Linked DNA regions of Mus musculus: regions 1, 2, 3 and 4 are each linked to region 5. The links are chromatin contacts, called in public promoter capture Hi-C maps. All regions are on one chromosome and are shown on one strand. The core of a region is the stretch at or near the end of the contact, and the rest is flanking DNA. Distances in the headings are between cores, read along the strand shown. Region 1 holds the start of Taf8 (TATA-box binding protein associated factor 8). Region 2 holds the start of Tomm6os (translocase of outer mitochondrial membrane 6, opposite strand). Region 3 holds the start of Supt3 (SPT3, SAGA and STAGA complex component). Region 4 holds the start of Ccnd3 (cyclin D3). Region 5 holds the start of Zfp318 (zinc finger protein 318).

Region 1 (4,403 bases), core at 1,139-3,638, 1.1 Mb before region 5:
TGACCAGAGTTTGAAGGCTAACAAGCCTTAGGATTCAAACCCAGCGACAGCATCTGGCCAGGCATAACCACCCCTGCCCCTGTCCCCTAGATTAGGATGGATAAGGAGAGGCAGTCTCTCTTGAAGAATTTCCAGACCGTAGAGGCTGATGGGTAACATGGGCACACAGTTCTGGGGGTGAGAGAGACAGGCTTCTACGCTCACTAAGTAAACACTAGAGGCAACAGTGCAGGAGAATCACCCAAGGAGCTTGGTGGTAAGACAAAAGCCAGCACCCAGGTATAGGCTGTTGCCTAACTTGCAAGAAAACCCCGGGTTCCCCTAGCACTACTTACATTGAGTAAGACGGTGAATTATTGTAGCCCCGGATCTCTGGAGAAGGAATGGGTAGGATAATCAGGGTAGGGTGTTTGTCTTTGTTATTGGTCTGTTGCCTGAAGACACCACTCACGACCAAGGCAACTCTTGTAAAAAGAAGCATTTAATTGGGTCTGCTTGCAGTTTTAGAGGTTTATCAGTCATGGTGGGGAGCATGGCTGTGTAAATGGCGCTGGGACAATAGCTGAGGACCCTATGCTATATCCTGGTGTGCAGGCTGACAGAGGCTCACACTCAGAGACAGAGAGGCAGGGATTGAGAGAGAGACAGACAGACAGACAGACACTGGGCCAGGTGTAAGCTTTTGAAACCTCTAAGCCCACCTCCAGTGACACCTCTCCTCTAACAAATTGCCCAACTCTGGTGACTTAGCATTCAAATATTTGAGCCTAGGGGGTCCATTCTTATTCAAACCACCATGACATTCAAGGGGCAAAGTTGCTCCAGTTAAGAGTACTCTTCTCTTCCAGAGATTCAGTTCCCATCATCTACCTGGCAGTTGTGACACTCAATATGAGTGCTCAAATTTGGGTCATCTCCAAGAGCAGTATGTGTTTGTTCTTTTTTTTTTTTTTAAGATTTTATTTATTTTATGTATATGAGTACACTGTAGCTGTCTTTTAGACACACTAGAAGAGGGCATCCAAACTCATTGCAGATGGTTGTGAGCCACCATGTGGTTGCTGGGAATTGAACTCAGGACCTCAGGACCCCAGGAAGAAGAGTCAGTGCTCTGATTGACCACTGAGCCATCTCTCCAGCCCAGTATGTGTTCTTAACTACTGAGCCACCTCTCTGCCCCAAAGTGTATTTTTAAAAGAGATTTATTTGTTTCAATTATATGAATACACACACTGTAGCTGTCTTTAGACACACCAGAAGAGGGCATTGGATCCCATTACCGATAATTGTAAGCCACCATGTGGCTGCTGGGAATAGAACTCAGAACCTCTGGAAGAGCAAGCAGAACCAAAGTGTTTTTTTGTTTTTAAATATTTATTTATTGCATACATGTGGGTATATTGGTCTTGTCTTCAGACACACCAGAAGAGGGCGCCAGATTTCTTTTTCTTTTTTTAAAATATTTATTTATTTATTATATACACTGTAGCTGTCTTCAGACACACCAGAAGAGGGCATCAGATCTCATTACGGATGGTTGTGAGCCACCATGTGGTTGCTGGGATTTGAACTCAGGACCTTTGGAAGAGCAGTCGGCGCTCCTAACCGCTGAGCCATCTCACCAGCCCCTCTTTTTCTTTTTCTTTTTCTTTTTCTTTTTTTTTTTTTTTACAGGGTTTTCTCTTTGTAGCCCTGGCTGTCCTGGAACTCACTCTGTAGACCAGGCTGGCCTCGAACTCAGAACTCCACCTGCCTCTGCCTCCCAAGTGCTGGGATTAAAGTCGTGCACCACCAAGGCCCTGCGAAGGCGCCAGTTCTCATTGTAGATGGTTGTGAGCCATCACGTGGTTGCTGGGAATTGAACTAAAGACCTCTGGAAGAGCAATCAGTGCTCTTAACCGCTGAGCCATCTCTCCAGACCCAAATTGTATTCTTAGTGTATTTCTGAGAACTTACTTCATACAAATGGCTTTGTTTTTGTTTTTATTTTTATTCTTTTCTTTTCAGGGAAAGGGTCTCCTTATGTAGTCCTAAACTGGCCTTTAATTCATTGCATAGCCCACGCTAGCCTGGAACTCTAGATCCTCTGGTCTCAGCTCCAAAGTGCTAGGATTACAGACGGCAGGCTCCTGGACAAAATATGTTTCTTTTAACTCAGTGCATCTCACAGTGCGTCTTCCAGATCAATTGCTACAGCTACTGACTTAAGTGTCCAAGAAAGCTTGGGTCACACAACGCCACGTGAGCTTGGGCTATCCCGAGCTCCCTCCACCCCCACCCCAGACTCACACGTGTTCGTAGAGCTTTTCTATAAGGCGGGGCACCCGCGGCCCCGCCCTTCTCCACCTCCCACCCCGCAACTACAAGTCCCATCGTGCCCCGCGCTCACGCACACTACGCAAGAGCAAGATGGCTGACACGGCGGCCGGGCCTGGTGGCTCCGGAACGGTAAGGGTGGAGAGGCGCGGCGTGAAGCCGAAAGAGTTTGGGTCTTCTGGATCTCTCCCACGGTTTGGGCCACGGTCTCGAACCGAGAAGCCCAGGCCCGCTCTGAGACCCGGGGCTGGAGAGTATCTCTGGCCGTAGGCGGTCCCCGCTGCTTGGCTTTTGGCAGCGGCCTCCTGAATTGCTGCATCTGAGACTTGATTGGCTTGTTCCTTGTTGAGGTGGGAACCCGGAACTCCTTCTGATTGGTCTGAAGAGGCTGTTTTTATCCTCTTACTGGCCGGCCGAAGTTGGAACTTCGTAAAATATTTACTTGCTCTGCCTTTCTCTGCGGTGATGCCTAGCTCTCCTCTGCATCCTGTGGTGGTAGCTGGTTTAATTTTCCTGGTTACTGAAATGGTGTGATGGGACAAGAAGATAGTAGATTTATTCGCTCAGTACCATCATTCGTGTATATATTCTTCCTTTGCTTTTCCCTCTCTCTTCCTGCCTCCTCTCGCGCCTGCCTCTGCCTCCCGGGTGCTGGGAATAAAGGCGTGCCCACCACAGACCCGCTCCTGTAACTTTGCTCCAGAAAGAAGTGAATGGGGCTGGAGAGATGGTTTAGTGGTTAAGACGGACTTGCTGGTCTTTCAGAGGACCTGAGTTTGGTGGAGTGGCTCACAATCACCTGTAACTCCTGCTTCACGGAATCCGGGCCAGCGCGGCACCTGCACTCGCAGGAACACACACACGCGCGCAAAACACACACATCTAGTGGTTCAAAGTCTCACTCTGGGCTTCTGATTTCCAGAGACCGGGAAGTAAGCAATCCACTAACCCTGCTGATAACTACCATCTGGCCCGGAGGAGGACCCTGCAAGTGGTTGTGAGCTCCTTGCTGACAGAGGCGGGATTTGAGAGTGCCGAGAAAGCGTCTGTGGAGACACTGACAGAGATGCTGCAGAGCTGTGAGTACCAAGAAACACTAGGCCCGCTGTTTCCTTTACAGACCCCCCCCCAGCTCCGTGAACTCCATCCCAGATTCTCTCTCCCCTTCTCTTGGAAGACTGTTAGAGACTCAGCTTCAGGCAGAAGAAACACACATGTCCATTGTAGAATGAGACTGTTTCGATGCTTATACATGTGGGAGAGACACAAATAGCAACCTTGTCATTTCAGTCGTCTGCAGCGGCATTAAGTGGCATTAAGTGTTACACAACTCTCAGCGTTATCCATGTCCAAAGCCCTGTATCCCTGAACAACACTGGATTCGGTCTTCTCCACAGCCCCAAGAACGTCTCCTTTCTGTCTTTGAATTTGTTTTTGTTTTTTAATATAACCCTTCCCCGCTTTGGTTTTTCAAGACAGGGTTTCTCTGTGTACCCCTGGCTCTCCTGGAACTCACTCTGTAGATCAGGCTGGCTTTGAACTCATAGATCCATCTGCCTCTGCCTCCTGAGTGCTGGGATCAAAGGCACGTGCCACCACCACCCAGCCTAATCAATCAATCAATCAATCAATCTCTCTCTCTCAATTTACTTATTCATTTTATGTATATGAATATAATGTAACTGTGTTCAGACATCAGCAGTAAGTCTCAGAGGCTGAAAGCATTCTAGACCCAGATAAGATTGTATGGGTGCTGGAGGCTTCCAGGACTAGACCTAGGTTAGCAGACTGAGGTGGTGAGCCCCGAATCTAACAATTACATCAGGCATCGGATCTCATTACAGATGGTTGTGAGCCACCATGTGGTTGTTGGGAATTGAACTCAGGACCTCTGGAAGAGCAGTCAGTGCTCTCCCCACTGAGCCATCTCTCCAGCCCAACATATCTCTTTAAAAATGACTCTTCTTTCCTTGTGTGTGTGTGTGGTAGGGACTGCATGCATGCCGTAGCACATGGATGGACATCAGAGGATAACCTGTGGGAATCAGTTTCCTCCTACTGTATGAGTCTCAGAAATGAAGCTTAGG
Region 2 (3,976 bases), core at 650-3,149, 1.3 Mb before region 5:
CGGTTTCCTTTCCCTCACCCAGCTGATCTTCTCCCAGCGCTGCACTGAAGCAGAGGGACAGCGCTGGCACGAGAACCACTTCTGCTGCCAGGACTGCGCAGGGCCCCTGGATGGGGGACGTTATGCCCTGCCGGGGGGTAGCCCATGCTGCCCCAGCTGCTTCTCAAAACGCTACAGAAGTGCGGGCTCTAGCTCAGTAGGAGTAGCGGAAGGACAAGCGTCTTTTGGTAAAGGAGGGGACGGTGCAGATCTTAAGGGGAGGGAGCGGCGGCTTGGGCTGAGCATAGAAGGGGGTAATTTCCCAGATCAGAACCCTTCGCCCCATGCCTACGCTGTCCTACCCGCTCCAGCAACACCCAGTCCTCCCACCGCAACCCCCAGACGCGAGCATTGGGGCCCGCAGCTCTCACCGCGCGTCCCTGGCCTGCGAGCTCCAAAGGCCTCTTGAACCCACCCGGCGGGGCTGCGGCGCCGGACTCGCTCCCAGGCGGGGGAGGCGGTCGCCCACTGGTGGACGGAGGCGGGGGGGCCCCTGGGGTAGACTGGCGGCAGCGGTGGCGCGCACGGCACAGCCTGGGGCGGGGCGGGAGGCTGCACGCAACCCTGGCCCGCCTCTTGCACAAGGACTTGGGGGCTCTGAGATGGGCATTTCTGATGGGTTTGGAACAGAGGAAGAAGGACCCGATCCAAGCGTCGGCTGGAACCGTGCCTCCTCGGATGACAAGATCACCTCCCGAGCTGCGCTTCTCTCTGCAGTTCCCACTCTCACCCTGGAAACCCTGAATGGGGCATCCAAACGGCAGGATAGAGACGGCCCACAGACACCCGGGAGTCCCATAGAGGACAGCCCCTGCCCCACCTGCTCCTCTTCCTCTGAGTCGGAACCCGAAGGCTTTTTCTTTGGCCAGCGCCTTCCAGAGCCCTGGAAGACCCCCGAAAACCTGCAAGCAGATGACAGAGACATCTCCAGGAAGCACTGCACCATTTGTTAGTGGCGCGGCCTGGAGATCAGGGTGGTGGGATTGGGGTGGGGTGGGGTGGGGGGACTTATGTAGCGAGATAACAAGGCTGTGCTGTGTAAAGACCGGACACAGAAGGCAGCCAGGCACGCGGGATAATCCCATTGGTACTGCACGCTCTCTGACCTGAAAGACACTTTCTTGGGAGCATCCCACTGCCCAGCGCCTACAGGGTGAGCTAACCCCTATCCGCAGAGGCTGGGCTAGCCTCACCGTCATCACCTTGCTTAAACTAACTGGGTTGTAGAGCAGCACTGGGAACCGACCCCCGTCCCTGGGAGGCGGGGCCGCGGGGCTCCGCCTCCGATCAGGCGTCCTGGCTCTACGAACTCCTGGAGGAGGTGGGGGCGGGCCTTCTCGCTCATTTCTTACGCTGATCGGCGGAAGTGCGGAGATCGGAAGTTGCGCAATCGGCTTGCGACGACCCGGTGCGACGCTCGGTTGGTACGTGCTTAGTGCTGGTATGGCTTCCAGCGGAGTGACGGTGAGCGCCGCCGGGTCGGCCAGCGAGGCCTCAGAGGTTCCAGACAACGTGGGAGACTGGCTCCGCGGTGTCTTCCGCTTCGCCACCGATCGAAACGACTTCCGGAGGTAACCAAGCCCGGGCCGTCTCTGGTCCTCATAAACTTAAACTTGTATTTCCTTACCTGGTGAGTCTGGCATGCATCCCCAGAGGTTTTATCGCTTTGAGAACCTTGTGGTCTCGTGGTGGCAAAAGACACCCTGTCACGTGGCTTTCAAGGAATGACGCTCCGGGCTACAGCGATAGTTCAGACGCCAAGCCTGAGGATTTGGGATCCATGGGACCCGCCGATCCATGAGACCCGCAGGGTACAAGAAGAGACCAACCCCTGCGGGTTGTACTGACCTCCACACGTGCGCTGTGTCGCGTGCACGCGCACGCACATACACAAATTAAAGAACGTCATATTTTTAAAGAAATCGCCCTAACCTAGAAGGCAGGGAAGGGGTGCCAACGCATAAGCAAATTTTAGCCCCCGCAGAGTACTAAGTTGGCCTTGGCTTGTGTTAGTAGATGCGAACGTAAAATTCTCATGTGCATATTAGGAGGACATACCCCTGTATCAGGTGTCAGTCAGCACCTCCAGAAGGTGGTGCTGAGAGGAAACTTGCCATAGTATGTCATTAGCTGCATGAGACTCTCGGACTGTAGGGTTAATGAAATGTATTCTTGACCCAGGAACTTGATCCTCAATTTGGGACTCTTTGCTGCGGGAGTCTGGCTGGCCAGGAACTTGAGTGACATTGATTTGATGGCCCCTCAGCCAGGGGTGTAGCCAGGTAAGACTTCACTTTCCCCTGCCTATTTCAGGAATCCTAAAAGATGAAGACAGCAGTATGTTCTGTCAGCTAGTCACAGAAGTAGGGAAGATTCTTGGGGTAAAGCCTTGCCCTTGTGTTTCTAGGTGAGAGCAGTTCTCCTGTGTTTCCCCGTTTCTGATGCTGTTATCTGCTTACAGAGAATGGAACTCCTGTGTATTCAGACTTTCCAAAGACAGCCTACTGTCTGTGACCACAAGATCCTACCTGAGTGGCAGCTGAAGTTGACTCCCTCTCCTTGCCTGAACCCCCCCCCACTGCCCCCCCATCCCCCAGTGTCGGCTGAGATGTTGCCTCTGCACGGTTCTGTGTGCAGTTCCCAACTTTCTGCAGAAGATGGTCCTTGCCCTTGTCCTGAAGAGTAGTAATGGTTCTTGAAAAAGATTTCAAATAAAGCCTGCACATAAAAGACAGGTATTTTATTCTTTTAATAAGAAACTTATTACAAAAACAAGGTGTAAAAAGTCCGCTTACAAAAATCAAATAAACATGACTTGTATTTCACACTCAAGAGACAGGCATGAGCCCCAAACATGATCTGCAGTGGAGATGAAATGGGAATGGGACCACCCACTTCCCAGGGATGCACACGTGCCGCAAAGCTGATTCTTGAGCAGTTCCTACTGCTGAGTCTTCCTGTAGGAAGAAGGTGGTGGTTGTCGTTTTAGTTTGCCAGGTGGGTTCTCCAGGGACCAGGGAGGCATTGTTGGGATAGAGTGAGACCTGGTGGCAGGAGTGGACAGTGATGTGTGGGTGGAGACAAACGTGTCAGGGAGCACAAGGAAGCAGCTTCCTTCACAAACAAAGGTGCTCCCTACCCTGAAATTCACACTGGTGCTGCTGTCTGGTGTTCTTCCAGGCACGCAGAAACCAGCACAGAAAGACTCCTGTACCAGGGAACCAGGTGGCGGTAGAGACGGGGTCTCCATAGTTTCATGTAGTCAATTGACTGGGTATTTTAAAACTTTTTTTATGCACCAGCCGCTTTGGAACTGGTTGTGGGTCACAGCATGCGTCGGAAAGGATTAGTGTGTCTGGGTCATAGCTGCATGACTGTTACAGATGTTACTTAAAAAAGGAAAAAGACAAAGCAGCTTTCCTGGACCTGCTGGCACATAGCTCATCCAGTCAGTTCTCTGAGGCCTACCAGTATAGCTCATTGCAGAAAAGGCTTCAATTTGACCTCCAGAAAATAATTGGGGTTGGGGGAGGCATAATTAAAAGTGTTTGTTTTTTGTTCTTTTGCGGGGGGGGGGGGGGGAGGGGGAGATATCTGGTTCTTGTGCTGGTCTGTAGTCCAGGCTGGCCTCAAACTTAGCTACATAGTTGAAGATGGTCATGAACTGCTTATTTTGCTGTTTCCATGAACCGACTCTTAGGATCACAGGTACAGGTTAGGATTCAAGGCTTTACTATGCCTGATTTTATGTGGTGCTAGCATCAGACTCTGGGCTTTATGCTTGCTAGGCAAGCACCCTACTGAGCCACGTGCCTAGTCATGCATAGGACGGGGGTTGCCATTCTCTTGTGAATCTTTAGCAGGTAGGACCTGAGTGGGGATGGCTAGGAGAAACACCCTATGAGGGAACTCAGGCCTAGAATTTACCCTGGGATTA
Region 3 (4,228 bases), core at 158-2,657, 1.6 Mb after region 5:
TAGTTCAAAAGCTGGCCTGACTTAAAACTCAACCAAATAAAAAACTGCAACTGGCTCTCAATCTCTCAACTTTTTCAGACCTGTGGGATCCCATGCAATAAGCACCATGCCTGTGTGTCTACTTACTTACATTGTAATTAATTTGCTAACCAATTAAAAAATCAAGCTCATCAGAGCCACCTGCACCCGGTGGTTACCATATTGGTAGCCCATAGAGTATAGCATTTCCAGCTTGGCATAAAGTCCCCTTGGGCAGTGCAGCCGGAAAAGGGTGGGAAGCTTGCAATAGTATGGTTAAAGTAAGGTCTGGTTGTGCAAAACATTATCTTAGTAGTCATATTCCGCCTCGCTGGAACACGCAGAAATTCTACCAGTTGTTTCTTTCTTTAAGTAAATCTTTTAACAGTGAACTAACTCAAAAATACTGAGAACTCAGGTTTTATCCCAGATAAATATGTACTGGTTTCTTCCTGAGTCTACTAATTCCAAGGACATAAAGCTAATTTTAATCCGGGTGTTCAGTAACAACACTGCTACTGGGATCCTGTCTGACCGTCAAATATATTCCACTATCCCTATAACTCTTATCACTTGTCACATCAACTAGCCTGACTTCCAATATAGAAGGCAAGATGACAGACAATTTCCTTGGAGCTCAAACGTAATTAATCACAGCTGGCGTGATACAAGCTTTTAGCACACAGATCTTCTCCCATAAACCTGAGTTTTGAGCTAGGCTGCGATGATCCCCATCTATACCCCCCGACACCACCGGCTAAATGATTTATTTCCCCAGGGGTCCCAGAGGCGAGCTCTGACAGCAACATCTCTGTGTCCTCTGTCCCTCAGCCTGCATGCACACTGCACTTCCTTCCACTACCACTTCCTAGCTTCCTAGCTTGCCTTCTTGGAGGACTTCCCACCCATTTGGGTGACAAGCCTAAACGGTGCCTCTCCGCCCGGCCCCGAGGGCTCCCCTGCCTCACGCCCACCGACAACGGGGAGGAGCCACGGGGCACCCCACGCTCGGCGGCCTGCATCCGGCTGGGCCCGCAGCCCCGGGCCAGGCATTTGGCTGCCACGACGTCCCTCAAGTTCCCATGACCTCGCCCCACTCCCCGCCGCCCCCACGCGCCCCCACAACCTCTGCTTAAGACACGTGGAGGCACGGCTGCGCGTCCCGCGTGGAGAATGAGAGGGGACAGAGATGGCGCGGTGTCTGCGGCGGCGGCGGCCCCGGGACACGACGGGCAGGGGGGCGGGGAGTGGGGGGAACCAGAGATTGTAGAAAGGGAAAAGGTGACTGAGCTAGGCTGGAGGGGGTGGGGGTAAGATGGCGAGAGCGCCACTATGAGGGGCGGGGCGGGGGTAGCGGAGCCTGGGGTGACTAGAGGGACGGGCCAAGCCGTGCGGCGAGAGCGCATGCGCACCCGGCTGGCCAGCGCGCGCGGTCGCGGGCCTGCTTCTTCTACTTCCGCCACACTCCGGGGGCGGGGCTTCGCGCTCCCGCCTCGGCGTACGGAGCGGCCCGCAGCCACGCGGCGGAGCCTCAGAGCGGGAGTTGTGATGAGTCGAGTGAGCGATCTGGCAGAGGAGCTGGATTTGGCCTGTGGTGACTCTGCAGACCGTAGGAGTGAGCCCGAGGAGCTAGGATTATTGAGAGTCGGTGATCTGCACTGGGAGAAGGTCTATGCAAGCTTCTCTTCAGGGGTTGGTCAGGTGACCAGAATTGTTTCCAATGACAAAGGGGCGCAGAGTTAGGAAAGACTCTCTCCTCAGAGAAGCACTGTGTGAGGACTCAGTCCGTTCTAGGACCTGGGAACACCCACCTACCCACCCCTACCGGCCCTTGCGCAAAATCGAAAGCCTGTGAAAACTCATCTGCAAAGTTACCCCACCCCACCCCCGTTCCTTTCTACAAAGTTCCATTACTTTAAAAAGCATGCTTTAGTTAATAACTTTCACTATTGGGGAAGCTTTATAAACAAGCAGTGGTGATTTTTCCTTGCACCACTTATATTGAATTGTATGTATGACCTGTCTTCCCGTGTTTGATGGTTGCAGGTGTAGTACCTTAATGAACTGGAGACAATTGTGTGTGATGTTTTCACTCGGCTGTTTAGAAAAGAAAATATCCACTATCCTACCATTTCAAATATTATTTTTATTATATTATTTTTACTATTATTATTTATATTAGTCACTTTTTTCGCTAGGGTTTTACTGCTGTGAATAGATACCATGACCAAAGCAACTCTTAAAAGAACATTTAATTGTGGCTAGCTTACAGGTTCGGAGGTTCAGTCCATTATCAAGACAGGAGCATGGCAGCATCCAGGCAGGAATGGTGCAGGAGGAGCTGAGAGTTATACATCTTCATCTGAAGGATGGTAGTAGAAAACTGGCTTCCATGCAGCAAGGATGAGGGTCTTAAAGCCCACACCTACAATGACACACCTACTCCAACAGGGCCATACCTTCTAATAGTGCCATTCCCTGCGCCGAGCATATACAAACCATCACATTCACCTTTACCAGGTCTTTTCAAGCACTACTTACTTCATTAATGTCTTGCCTATGAATGTATGAGTTCTGAAATAATCCTATTTGCTGAGTGTCTTTAAAACAGCCATTCATCTGATCATCTCCTCTCTGGATTGCAATTGTCTTGTGCTTAGTCCTCTGTAACTGCCAGACACTTCAATATTTGCCAAATACACTTCCAAGAGTAGATTTAGGATGTGGAGGGTCAACATGAAGTGTAAGATCCAGGCTCACTCTGCCCAAAGCTGAGTGCGAGCTATATGGGAAAGTAGCCAAAAATTGTCATTATTTCCTTAAAAATTAAGACTAGATTATATACAAAAGGTGAAAAGACTTTTTTAGTACATTGCCAAGAAATAGGAGATTGGGCTGGGCGTGTAATCCCAGCATTGGAGAAGTCAAGGTCAGCCTTGATTTTTAAGACTGAGCTGTCTTATAATAAAAATAAATAAACAAACAAACAAACAAACTGCTGTAAAAACAGAAGACAGATTATCCAAAGAAAAAAATTCCATGCAGATCATTTTAATTAAAATTCTGCTCAACTAATATCATCGCACAGGCATTTCACCTCCAGATAAAGACCAGATTTGACTCAAAAACAAATTATAATGGTCAGGTCCAAAAAAAACTTGGGACAAATGGCTATCTGGTTCCTATTAGCTTAAAGCATGTGCTGGCCTCCAGGCTTCCTCAGGACCACAAGAACCTGGGACTCTTCTCAGCTCTGCTCATCTTGCCTTTTACCCTAAACCTTTCCAGCTCATGGGCTTCCCTCACCCAGAGTCTTAGTAACCCTACTATTTCAGCTACGCACACTCTTTGCCCCCTCTCTCTTGCCTCTCTCTAGGTCTCATTGCACAGACTCTCTTAGTCTTCCTCTCTTGCTCTCCCCAGCTCTCCTTTCATGGCTAGATCCAGTCTGCTGGCCAGGTTCAGTCCACTGCTTTCTCTCCCTGCTCTGGGCCCTTCCAGATGCCTCTGGCTCTACTCTCCCTCATACCTACAATAAAAACCTTCCCCTTACCCATACCTTGCAGCAGCCATGCCCTGCCTTTATTCAATAACAAAGCTGAAAACGAAGCTCTTGTGAAGTTAAAGCTTTGGAGACCATTAGCTCTCAGAAAAAGAAATGATTTCCAAAGTGGGTGGGAAAACACAACAGGAGGCCAAGTGACATCACACCACCAAAAGAAGAAAAGGAGGAGGAGGAGGAGCAGCAGCAGCTTGGCCATTGTCTATGTGCCCATTTTCAATGACAAAGGAAGTCCTCATTCTAAAAAGGACAGCAGAAGCCATAGCTAATAGGAACCATTTCTGTGAGGAAGCCACTTCTTCACTTAAGAGTGGTTCACTTCAAATAACCTGCAAATCTTGCTCTTATAATCCATGATTTTAATTTGTTAGGACAATCATGAGAGTCTCGCTGTAGAAATACAGTGGGCACTCTTACTGCATATGCATTTGCTGCTATAGTCAATTGCTTTTCTGACGTTGAAAACTATTTTTGTCTTACAATCTCAAAAGCAATCTTATTTTAATTTTTAGACTAAGTACTTCCTGGCAAGTTTCTTAACATCATTGAGCATCAGTTTTCATATCTATAGGTTGAGACGTTAAATCTGTTGAGCTAAAACCAAGCTGCCTAAAAGTCTATGCTCCTTTAAAATAGGAATTCCCCAAA
Region 4 (4,345 bases), core at 633-3,132, 1.2 Mb before region 5:
GCAAGGCAGCCCCCTCCCCCACGTGAAGCACATTCCACTCCGGTGGGGGTGTGCAGACATGCCCTGCTGCTGCCAATAAATAACTCACGGTGGCTGTGTAAACCCAGAGGCAAAGTACTGGTGTATAGACCCGCAATTGGACTTGTTGCTATTGGGGGGGGGGGGGGCGAGTTAGGAGTGGAACCCCACTGCGGCCAGAGGAAAGGGATTCATTTAGTTTTAAGCTTGCAACCGAAGCACCACGACCACACTACAAGGCCTTTGTCCCAAAATACCAGCCAGGGGCGAAGGGAGGGTTGGTGGGTGAGGGAGTGAGCTTGGCTTTTCTTTTACTAGTACATAGGGCGATCGTATGTTTGGTGGAGGGGCGGGGGGGGGGGGGGAGGATTCCGCACGCACCCGCAACTGCCATGGAGCCACAGCCTGGTCCGTATAGATGCAAAGCTTCTCAATAGTCAGGGGCGTGGTTTCGCGCAGCTTGGAGGCCAGCAACAGGCAGACGGTACCTAGAAGCTGCAATTGCGCCTTTCGGGTGGGGACGCAGGACAGGTAGCGATCCAGGTAGTTCATAGCCAGAGGGAAGACATCCTCCTCGCAGCGCTGCTCCTCACACACCTGAGGGAGGGCGCACGAGTCATTGCTAGGGAAGGACCAAGTGAAACACGGCAGCGTGGAGAAGTGGGGGTGGGGGGTGGAGGGAGAGTGGAATGCGAAGCAAAAAATAAACCGAGAAGGGATAAACTTAGAGCGACAAGTATCAATAACCGAGGAGGATGTGCCCTCCCCAAGGTGACCCCCCCACTTCCTCTGCATGGTCTCTTCCCCACCCCGGAGTAGGGGGTGTAAAAGAGAAGCCCATGCTCACGAAGGATTCCAGACTCCCCTCCCCCACGGCGAGCGGAAGGGGGACGGAAGGGTCACCTAGAGAGAATTGGGACCTTACCCTCATTACCGCCACCCACTGCACACACACTCCCAGGGGGAAGGGAGGGAACTCCTGCCGCGGTCTCCCGCACTTTTCATTTCCCTGTGGACCGGAACCGAGCCTGCGCCACCCCCACCCACCAGTTTCCCCCGCCAGAACCCCGCGATAGACACAGGAACCAGTTCTGGGGCTAAGGCGGCCGAGGCCAGGGTTTTCCAAACGCGCCCTCCAGAGAGCACCGGGTGAAGAAGGAAGCAGGAGACACCGAGGAAAGCCACTGGGGAAAGAGTGGCCCTTAGCCCGCTTTCCCGACCCAAAGTGAAGTTTAGTTACAGTGCCAAGTGACTGGAAATCACAGAAGAAGCCGATCAGGATTGGGGAAAGGAAAGGGACAGAACGCAGGCAGCTGCTTAGGGCGCCTGTGTGAAAAGGCCAGGCCCCAGTAGTCTGGGCCGCCAAAGCATCTTGCAGATTGTGGTCGGGATCGCAAAGATCCGACAGGGAAAGTTCAATTTGTCCCAGAGCCGGGGGTGGGGGTGGGGTGAGGAGAGGGGACCCGTTCGGGCCTTACCTCCAGCATCCAGTATGCCAGCATCTTCCGCATGTGCGGCTTGATCTCCTTTTGCACGCACTGGAAGTAGGAGGCTCGCGGCACGTAGCGCTCCTCCAGGCGGAGTAAACTCTGCAGGACACGCTGGTCCCCAAGCAGCCGCGGGTCGGGCCCGGCCCGGGGCGCGTGCCGGGTGCCCTCGCAACACAGCAGCTCCATCCTGCGATGGCTCACGGGTGAGAGCAAGAGTGCGGGTTAGCGAGTCCTAGGAGAAGCGACGCGCGTGAGGGAGAGCGCGGGGTGCGGGCGGGTCTGGCGCTGGCGCTGGCACTGTGCGGAGAAGCCCCAGCCCGCCCGCCACCCGCGCGCACCGCTTCCCTGACAGGCGCCCCGCCCCTCGCGACGATGTAGCAACCGTGGAATGCTCCTACGTCACAACGTTCTAAGGGGCGGGGCCGCAGTCGGAAAGGGCTGGCGGGCGCTATACCCTCCCTCCCTCCCCGCAGCCCCATTGGTCCGCTGGGCTCCGGCCCGCACGCTTCCGGGCCCTCGGGTCCCTTCTGACCAAGAGGGTAGAGAGAACTTTCTGGAAGGGTGCCCTCTTCCCCATCAATGGGCCCCGTCGCGATTCTAGCCACCCAGGAAAGAACTAGGCGCCAAAAGTTATTCCTTCGTGTATACGTCATATTTCATTGCTCTAGGGAATGTGGTCATAACTTTGTACATAGTTGGGTCACTCCTACCCTAAAGTGGCTTCTAGGAATGGCCTCGAGTTGGGCTTTATTTTGCAGACCATGATACTGAGGCACAATAGTAGCTGCAAAGATCTCATTGTTGGTCCGTCGGGAAACTTGACTTAGAATCTCGTCTACTTTAACGAATTGCGCAGATCTGCAGCAGCATCTGGGAGCATGTAGTTTCTGTCCGATTCAATGGCTCAGAGGGTAAACTATCCTGGCATCAAGTCTGGCAACCTGAGTGTGATCCCTGGGACCCACATGATGGAAGAGAAGAGAGCAACTCCCATAAGCTGTCCTCTGACTTCTACACCAAGGCTGTATGTAGCATGTGCGCACACACCTTCATGCACATACACAACGAAAATAAAAAGCAAAAGAAGAAATGCAGTTTCTCAGGTCTGCTGAATGGGACACTGCGTTGCACCAACGGAGGTGTGAGCAGTGTTGGTCAAAATCAGCATATAAAAAGCCATTTGGTGCTGGCTGTGGTGGAGCAAGCCAGTAATCTCAGACCCAGGGAAGTGTTGGCTTAACACCAGGATCCACTATCCACTATACAGACAATTCAAGGCCTGCCTAGAGTCTCTCTCTCTCTCTCTCTCTCTCTCTCCACACACACACACACACACACACACACACACACACACACACACACGGTGGCAGGGGGTGGGCTGCAGATATATCTCAGGTGGTAGAGCTCTTGCTTAGCATGCTCAGAGCCCAGGGCTCAATCCCCAGCACTGCAGAACCCAGAAACGATCAGAAGATTAAGGTCACTGTCTGCTTCCTAATGAGTTCAGGAGCAGCCTGGGCTATATAAGATTTTATCACAAAACCAAGCAAACCAAATGATAATAGCCCATGGAGAATTCCAGGCCAGCCAGACCCATGTCAGATGACTCAAATAACAAGGAAGGAAGGAAGGAAGGAAGGAAGGAAGGAAGGAAGGAAGACAGGCATGACAGAGCACCCCTTTAATCCCAGCACTTTGAAGACAGAGGCAAGCAGATTTCTTTGAGTTCAAAGCCAGCCTAGTCTAAATAAGAGTTCTAGGTCAGGAGGAGCTAATATCATGAGACTATGTCTCAAAAACAAAAATCAAGGGAAAAAAGGATGTAATAAGGAAGGCAGGAAAGAGGAAAGGAGGGAAAGAAAGAAGAAAGCCCACCACTAAGACACTGCTCTCTCTGCTCAGCCCAAGTGAGCCCCAGGAAAGCACAGGACAATATATAAGCAGTGAGATCCATCTACACACTAGTCTACACACTGGACTATGCACTGGTCTACACACTAGTCTACACACTGGTCTACACACTAGTCTTGCGCTGAGCAAGGGGTCAGAATCCACATATGGGGATGGCTTTTCATACAGGAAGGAGGCATGATGGGATTGCTTCAGTCACAGAAGGTCACTGCCCCAGTGGTTTCTCTCCTCGTTGAAACAGTTTGTCTTATTTTATAGCTGACCTCGAATTCTCCAGCTTCGTGCCTCAGTTTCCCAAGTGCTGGGATTACAAATTCGTACCACCATGTTTATACATCAAGCTTTACACTTAACGAATGAGGGAGGGGACACTTTTTGAGACAAGGGTCTTACGGCACCCAGGCTAGCTTTGAATTTAGTATATAACTGAGGCTGGATCTGATCTTCCTGCTTTTACCTCCCAATTGCATGCCTTACCCACACTAACATTCTGTTAGTTTTATGACACGGGTTCTCACTATGTAGCTCTGACATTTATAGACCTGACTCTATGTAGCTCTGACTCTAGGTAGACCAGAATAGCCCCCAGCTTGCAACAATCCTACTGCCTCTTCCTCTCAAATATTGAGATTACAGGAATGCACCACCAAACTTCCTGTCCTGAAGGGCAGAGATAAAGTCCCGCGTAGCTGTGTATCCTCTGGACACAACAACTGGCTGTGAGTACCAACAACAGTAACAGGTCTTCATGTACACATACCATGTCCAAGAACTGAACATATCTGAGAGGTAATAAATCATTTTATCTTCACAACAGCCTTACAGAAAGTATATTATTTTTGCCCTGTGTAATAGGGGCTGGGTGCTAATACTCACCATGGATGGCTAAGTGACCACGGAGAGGTCACATAGCTCGGAGTTGGTAA
Region 5 (4,168 bases), core at 1,096-3,595:
TAAATCGAAGGCACATAGGTCCTTCAAAGAAAAGCACATGTTTCAGGCCAAAGGAAACAGCTCAGGAATGAATCAGTATGCTTTGGGTAACAGAAAAGAGGCCAGGACAGCTGCAGCAATGTCACAGAGAAAAGAGAGACAAAATTAGGAAATTTGGATTTGATAATGTGATAAGAGGCACAGGAGGGTTTCAAGCATTAAAGTCATGTGAGCCAACTACAATTTCCCTCCTGATGCTTGGACTACTTGATCTCTTATCTCTTACGGTCTTAATCAAAGACTCACTTCTCATGAGGCTTTTTTCCTTGAAATTGTAACTTGATTTTGGTTTTAGCCCTTAATCACATTGAACACACCACGGAATTTCTAACTTCATCTATTTATCGTAACTGTATCTAATTCATGGCAGATGCTCAATAGATGCTTATTAAATGTATAAAATGAAGGCTGAAAATCAGTGTGGAGGCTCCAGTTAAGAGTGAGTTCCTCCAAAGGACCAGGCACTCAACCATCTTGCTGACAACCATCTCCAAGGAATCCAAAGCCTCCACAACATCTGCACTCCCACATATATACCTCATTCACAGGTACACCTGAACACACACTATTCAAAATATTTTTAAAAATCAATTTGATGGCTGAACACAGAAAAGATAAATGGTGAGTAGCAAGGCTCAATTACGAAGAAGGCAACTGTACCAATCTGAGGAAGAGGCAGCAGGGCCTTCAGAGTGGTGAGAGATGACAGGATAGCCTGGGGGCTTCCCTTGAAGCATGAGGTAAATGTTCGGGTGGTAAGAGAAAGCATTTTCCTATGGGACGGAGAACTGGAGCTGGAGTGAGTACAGCACCCAGAAGGGGGAGGCTGCAGTATTCTACTCGATTCCTCTCTAGTGAGGGCTTTGAGAAGTCTTCACAATGTGACAAATCAGTTTATGACCAGAACACTAGGGCACTGTAGTGCCAGCTGAGGGGTCACTATCACACCTGCACCTTTATTTAAAATTAGGATGCTAAGATTCCAAATCGGGTTTTACAGTTTTGTAAGCCCTACTGAGTACTACTCAGCTACACCCACCACAACCATAAATTAATCCCACATTTTGTCCCTCCAGCAGCAGCACATTTTAACATGTAAAATCGCAGGCTGTGAGAATCCAACATGTGAGCTGAACCACAGCTCCATCACTTGTGTGTCACCTTGATCAAGCTACTTAAACCTCTCTGAGCTGGTTCCTTGGCTGTGATAACACCTATTGCTATTGCTTTACCTCAAGGGACCGTGAGCCCTAAAAGATTGCTGGTAGCTGCTCTTGTGTCTCTAGCTGATGGCAGCAATCACAATGATTGATTATGCACACCTCTCGTCGGAATAACAGCTATAACTGAGACTCCATGACAGCTAAAGCATCCAGTCTGCTTTGGTTCAAGCTTTCCTCACTGGCCACCAGGCATTTCAGATGTTCTGCTAAACTCGGGCCTTAAAGCAACGAATTTGATCAAACCCAAAGGGAAACGCCAAAGCGCCAGTCAGTATGGATGAAATGCCCCTCGCCTTGGAGAACTTTTCCACATAGCAAGAGCGAAAGCCTCTTCCCCCTAGAAACCGGGCGTCCTGTTCTGTTCCAACACGGGTGACCGAACGGGTCCCGGGTCCGTTATTGTGTAAAGGAGGCACCCAGGACTGTCAGGGAGCGGGGAAGACTCGGACATTCGGACTCTGGCCTGAGGGCCCGGGGGCTGGGGACATGGGGGCAACATGGGCGAAGGGTGGGATTACCCGACTGCCGCCGCCGCCGCCTGGATGGTCTCCGCGGCCGTCCCGGGCGAAGTCGGCGCGGGACTCGCCTCGAATGCTGCCTCGGAAGCCACCCAGGCCAGGTGGGTAGTGTCGCCGGCTCCGCGGTGGCGACGGGGAGCCGCGACGGGCGCGCGGCGGGGACGGGGAGCCACGACGACCCCGCGGAGGGGATGGCGAGGCCCGGCGGCCGCGGGTCGGAGACGGTGAGGCCCGGCGGCCGCGGGGCGGGGACGGGGAGCCGCGACGACCCCGAGGCGGGGACGGCGAGGCCCAGCGGCCGCGGTGGCCTGAGGGCGAGCGGTGGCGGCGGGCGGGGAGCCGCAGCGAGGAGCAAGAGGGCGGCGGCGGCGACGAGGGGCGGCGTGTGGGGCCTGAGGAGGCGCCCACGGGACGGCCCGGCGGAGGGCCGCTCGCGCTGCCGTCTTTCGACCGGTGCGAAGAGACGGAGGAGCGGGAGCCACTGCGGTACATGGCTACCGGGAGCGCCGCGGACGCCGCTCGGGAGCGTGCCGCCACAGCCGCAGGCACCGCCGCCGCGGACACCGCAGCGCGCCGCCCTCGCGGACGGAGCGGCCCCCTCCCCGCGGCCCCGCCCCACCGGCCAGCGGTTGGAGGGCGCGGGTACGCGCCGACACGCCACACCCCCTCGTCCTCCCAGGCTCTCCCGCGGCTGGACGCGGAGAGCGGCCTCAGGAGCCGGGAGCCGTGGGGCGGAGCGCTGAGCCTGCGCGAGCACCAGGGGCGCGCGCCCTGAAGTGCGCAGGCCCCGCCTTTCGGCCCCGCGCAAAATGGCGACCGGCGAGCCGCCCACCCCCTACTCCCCCGGAGACCACGTGATGCAGAGAGACCACCCCTCTCCTCCTCCCGGCGCGGTGGGCGGGGCCGGAGAGCCCGGTGAGTGGGCGGGGCCAGGTTGTAGCGGAGGCCTCAGTAGCTTGGTTCCCAGGCTCCTGGAGCGTGCGTGCCCATAGCAATCCACCTGCTTTACAGAAATGATTATATATAGTGAGAAAGCAAACGACCCCCTACACTCACACCTAAACCCTGTCAGAAGCTACGAACCTCAACGAGTGTCCATCCCTTTTCCCCCAGAGGAAGCTTGACGTAGTCGGGTAACTTTCCAGTCCAATAACTTATAGAGGTTTAAATCGAGAAATGAGAAAGTACAGAAAAGTGAAAGTCAAACACAACAGACATCAGTAAAATTTCCAGATGTTCTAGCCAAGCATTACAGTAAAATGGTGGTGAAGGCCACTGTCGGAGCAACCCATACCGTGACAGGCCTGGCAAGTGTTTTGAGATATCAGTGGTGCAGAAACACATGGAGGCAAAAACTCATACACAGAAAATAGAAATAAATGTTTAAAAAGAAAAAGACAAGACCCTAAGGGTCAGTCAAAACATAGGAAAATAGGGCCTGGGTAGAGATGGCTCCGGAGGTCTTTTTTCTAGCACCTTCGTGGTAGTTCACAACCATTTGGGGCTCCAGTTTCAGAGGATCTCACACCATGAAAAAACCAAAAGTGAGGAAATATGTTGAACCTAGACAATAGCTTCATATTTTTCACCAGCTAAACATAAATCTTGAATTTGTGTAAAAATCACATTTCTGAGCCAGGCATTGGTGGCACAAACTTTTTAATCCTAGTACTCAGAGGCAGAATCAGGCAAATCTCAGAGTTCAAGGTCAACCTGGTCTACAGAGAGAATTCCAGGGCAGCCAGGGCTATACTGAGAAACCCTGTCTCGAAAAACAAAAAACAAAAACAAACAAACAAACAAAAAACACCAAAAAACAAGAATCAGATTTCTGAAAAGAAAAAAATATGACTTTGTTAATTTGTTTTTAAATTATGTTTAAAATATAAGCCGATTTGCTTATTTATAAATGTCATAAGCTTCCTATTTCAGAATAAAAATCTTGCTTCTGTCCCTTTTTTTTTGAGAGTCAGGTTTCACTATGCAGCCTTAACTGGTCTGGAATTTCCTATGTAGATCAGGCTAGCCTTGAAGTCATGGACCTCCCACCTGGCACCAGTATAAAAATGTTACCAGCTGTATTCCCTTACACTTGTTTGCTTTATCCTATATTATTGATATAATTTGTAAATATACGTTATTTTGATGAAAAAGCTAATCTACCAGAGGTATGTGCCCTGTCTTTATTATACTACCTATGTATGTATTTAGTTATCTCCATCTACTTTAGTAGACGAGGAAAGATAAATCACTATGTATATTTAGTTGAAGTCAATGCTTATTGTACATACTAGGGTCTCAGTTGCCTGAGGCTTGTCTCAAACTCAGTATGTATCAGAGGATGTCTTTGAACCCCTAATCCTCTGATTCTACTTCCTAAGTGCTGGG

Evidence for each region. Promoter capture Hi-C pulls out the DNA fragments that hold promoters and counts their contacts.
Region 1: a promoter capture Hi-C map of liver shows a contact between it and region 5, with 2.7 times the contacts expected there. The contact joins the promoter of Taf8 here to the promoter of Zfp318 in region 5. A contact is called at or near these places in 7 of 39 promoter capture datasets (the C10 cell line, cranial neural crest, liver and 2 more) and 1 of 484 Hi-C or Micro-C datasets (B cells).
Region 2: a promoter capture Hi-C map of pre-B cells shows a contact between it and region 5, with 2.2 times the contacts expected there. The contact joins the promoter of Tomm6os here to the promoter of Zfp318 in region 5. A contact is called at or near these places in 4 of 39 promoter capture datasets (cranial neural crest, liver and pre-B cells) and 1 of 9 other capture datasets (liver).
Region 3: a contact with region 5 is called in a promoter capture Hi-C map of pre-B cells, with 2.4 times the contacts expected there. The contact joins the promoter of Supt3 here to the promoter of Zfp318 in region 5. A contact is called at or near these places in 2 of 39 promoter capture datasets (liver and pre-B cells).
Region 4: a promoter capture Hi-C map of liver shows a contact between it and region 5, with 2.8 times the contacts expected there. The contact joins the promoter of Ccnd3 here to the promoter of Zfp318 in region 5. A contact is called at or near these places in 1 of 39 promoter capture datasets (liver) and 1 of 115 datasets of contacts at active chromatin or transcription factors (astrocytes).

What each region holds. Positions count from the first base shown.
Region 1 is chr17:47,500,276-47,504,678 of GRCm38.p6, reverse strand. Taf8 (TATA-box binding protein associated factor 8) reads left to right here and starts at 2,388. Exons shown (of 9, transcript NM_022015.4): 1 at 2,388-2,448; 2 at 3,239-3,395. The coding sequence starts at 2,410.
Region 2 is chr17:47,685,533-47,689,508 of GRCm38.p6, reverse strand. Tomm6os (translocase of outer mitochondrial membrane 6, opposite strand) reads right to left here and starts at 1,899. Exons shown (of 3, transcript NR_045945.1): 1 at 1,392-1,899; 2 at 860-941; 3 at 1-779. Gm20517 (predicted gene 20517) reads right to left here. Exons shown (of 9, transcript NR_157366.1): 9 at 2,770-3,976. Usp49 (ubiquitin specific peptidase 49) reads right to left here. Exons shown (of 7, transcript NM_198421.2): 7 at 2,770-3,976. It overlaps Tomm6 (translocase of outer mitochondrial membrane 6), which reads left to right and starts at 1,123. Exons shown (of 3, transcript NM_025365.3): 1 at 1,123-1,610; 2 at 2,221-2,321; 3 at 2,501-2,864. The coding sequence starts at 1,483. The coding sequence ends at 2,317. It also overlaps Prickle4 and a transcript of Frs3 not described here.
Region 3 is chr17:44,774,345-44,778,572 of GRCm38.p6, reverse strand. It overlaps Supt3 (SPT3, SAGA and STAGA complex component), which reads right to left and starts at 1,407. Exons shown (of 12, transcript NM_178652.3): 1 at 1,145-1,407. It also overlaps a transcript of Runx2 not described here.
Region 4 is chr17:47,591,004-47,595,348 of GRCm38.p6, reverse strand. It overlaps Ccnd3 (cyclin D3), which reads right to left and starts at 1,882. Exons shown (of 5, transcript NM_007632.2): 1 at 1,497-1,882; 2 at 400-615. The coding sequence starts at 1,694.
Region 5 is chr17:46,381,943-46,386,110 of GRCm38.p6, reverse strand. It overlaps Zfp318 (zinc finger protein 318), which reads right to left and starts at 2,345. Exons shown (of 10, transcript NM_207671.4): 1 at 1,781-2,345. The coding sequence starts at 2,272.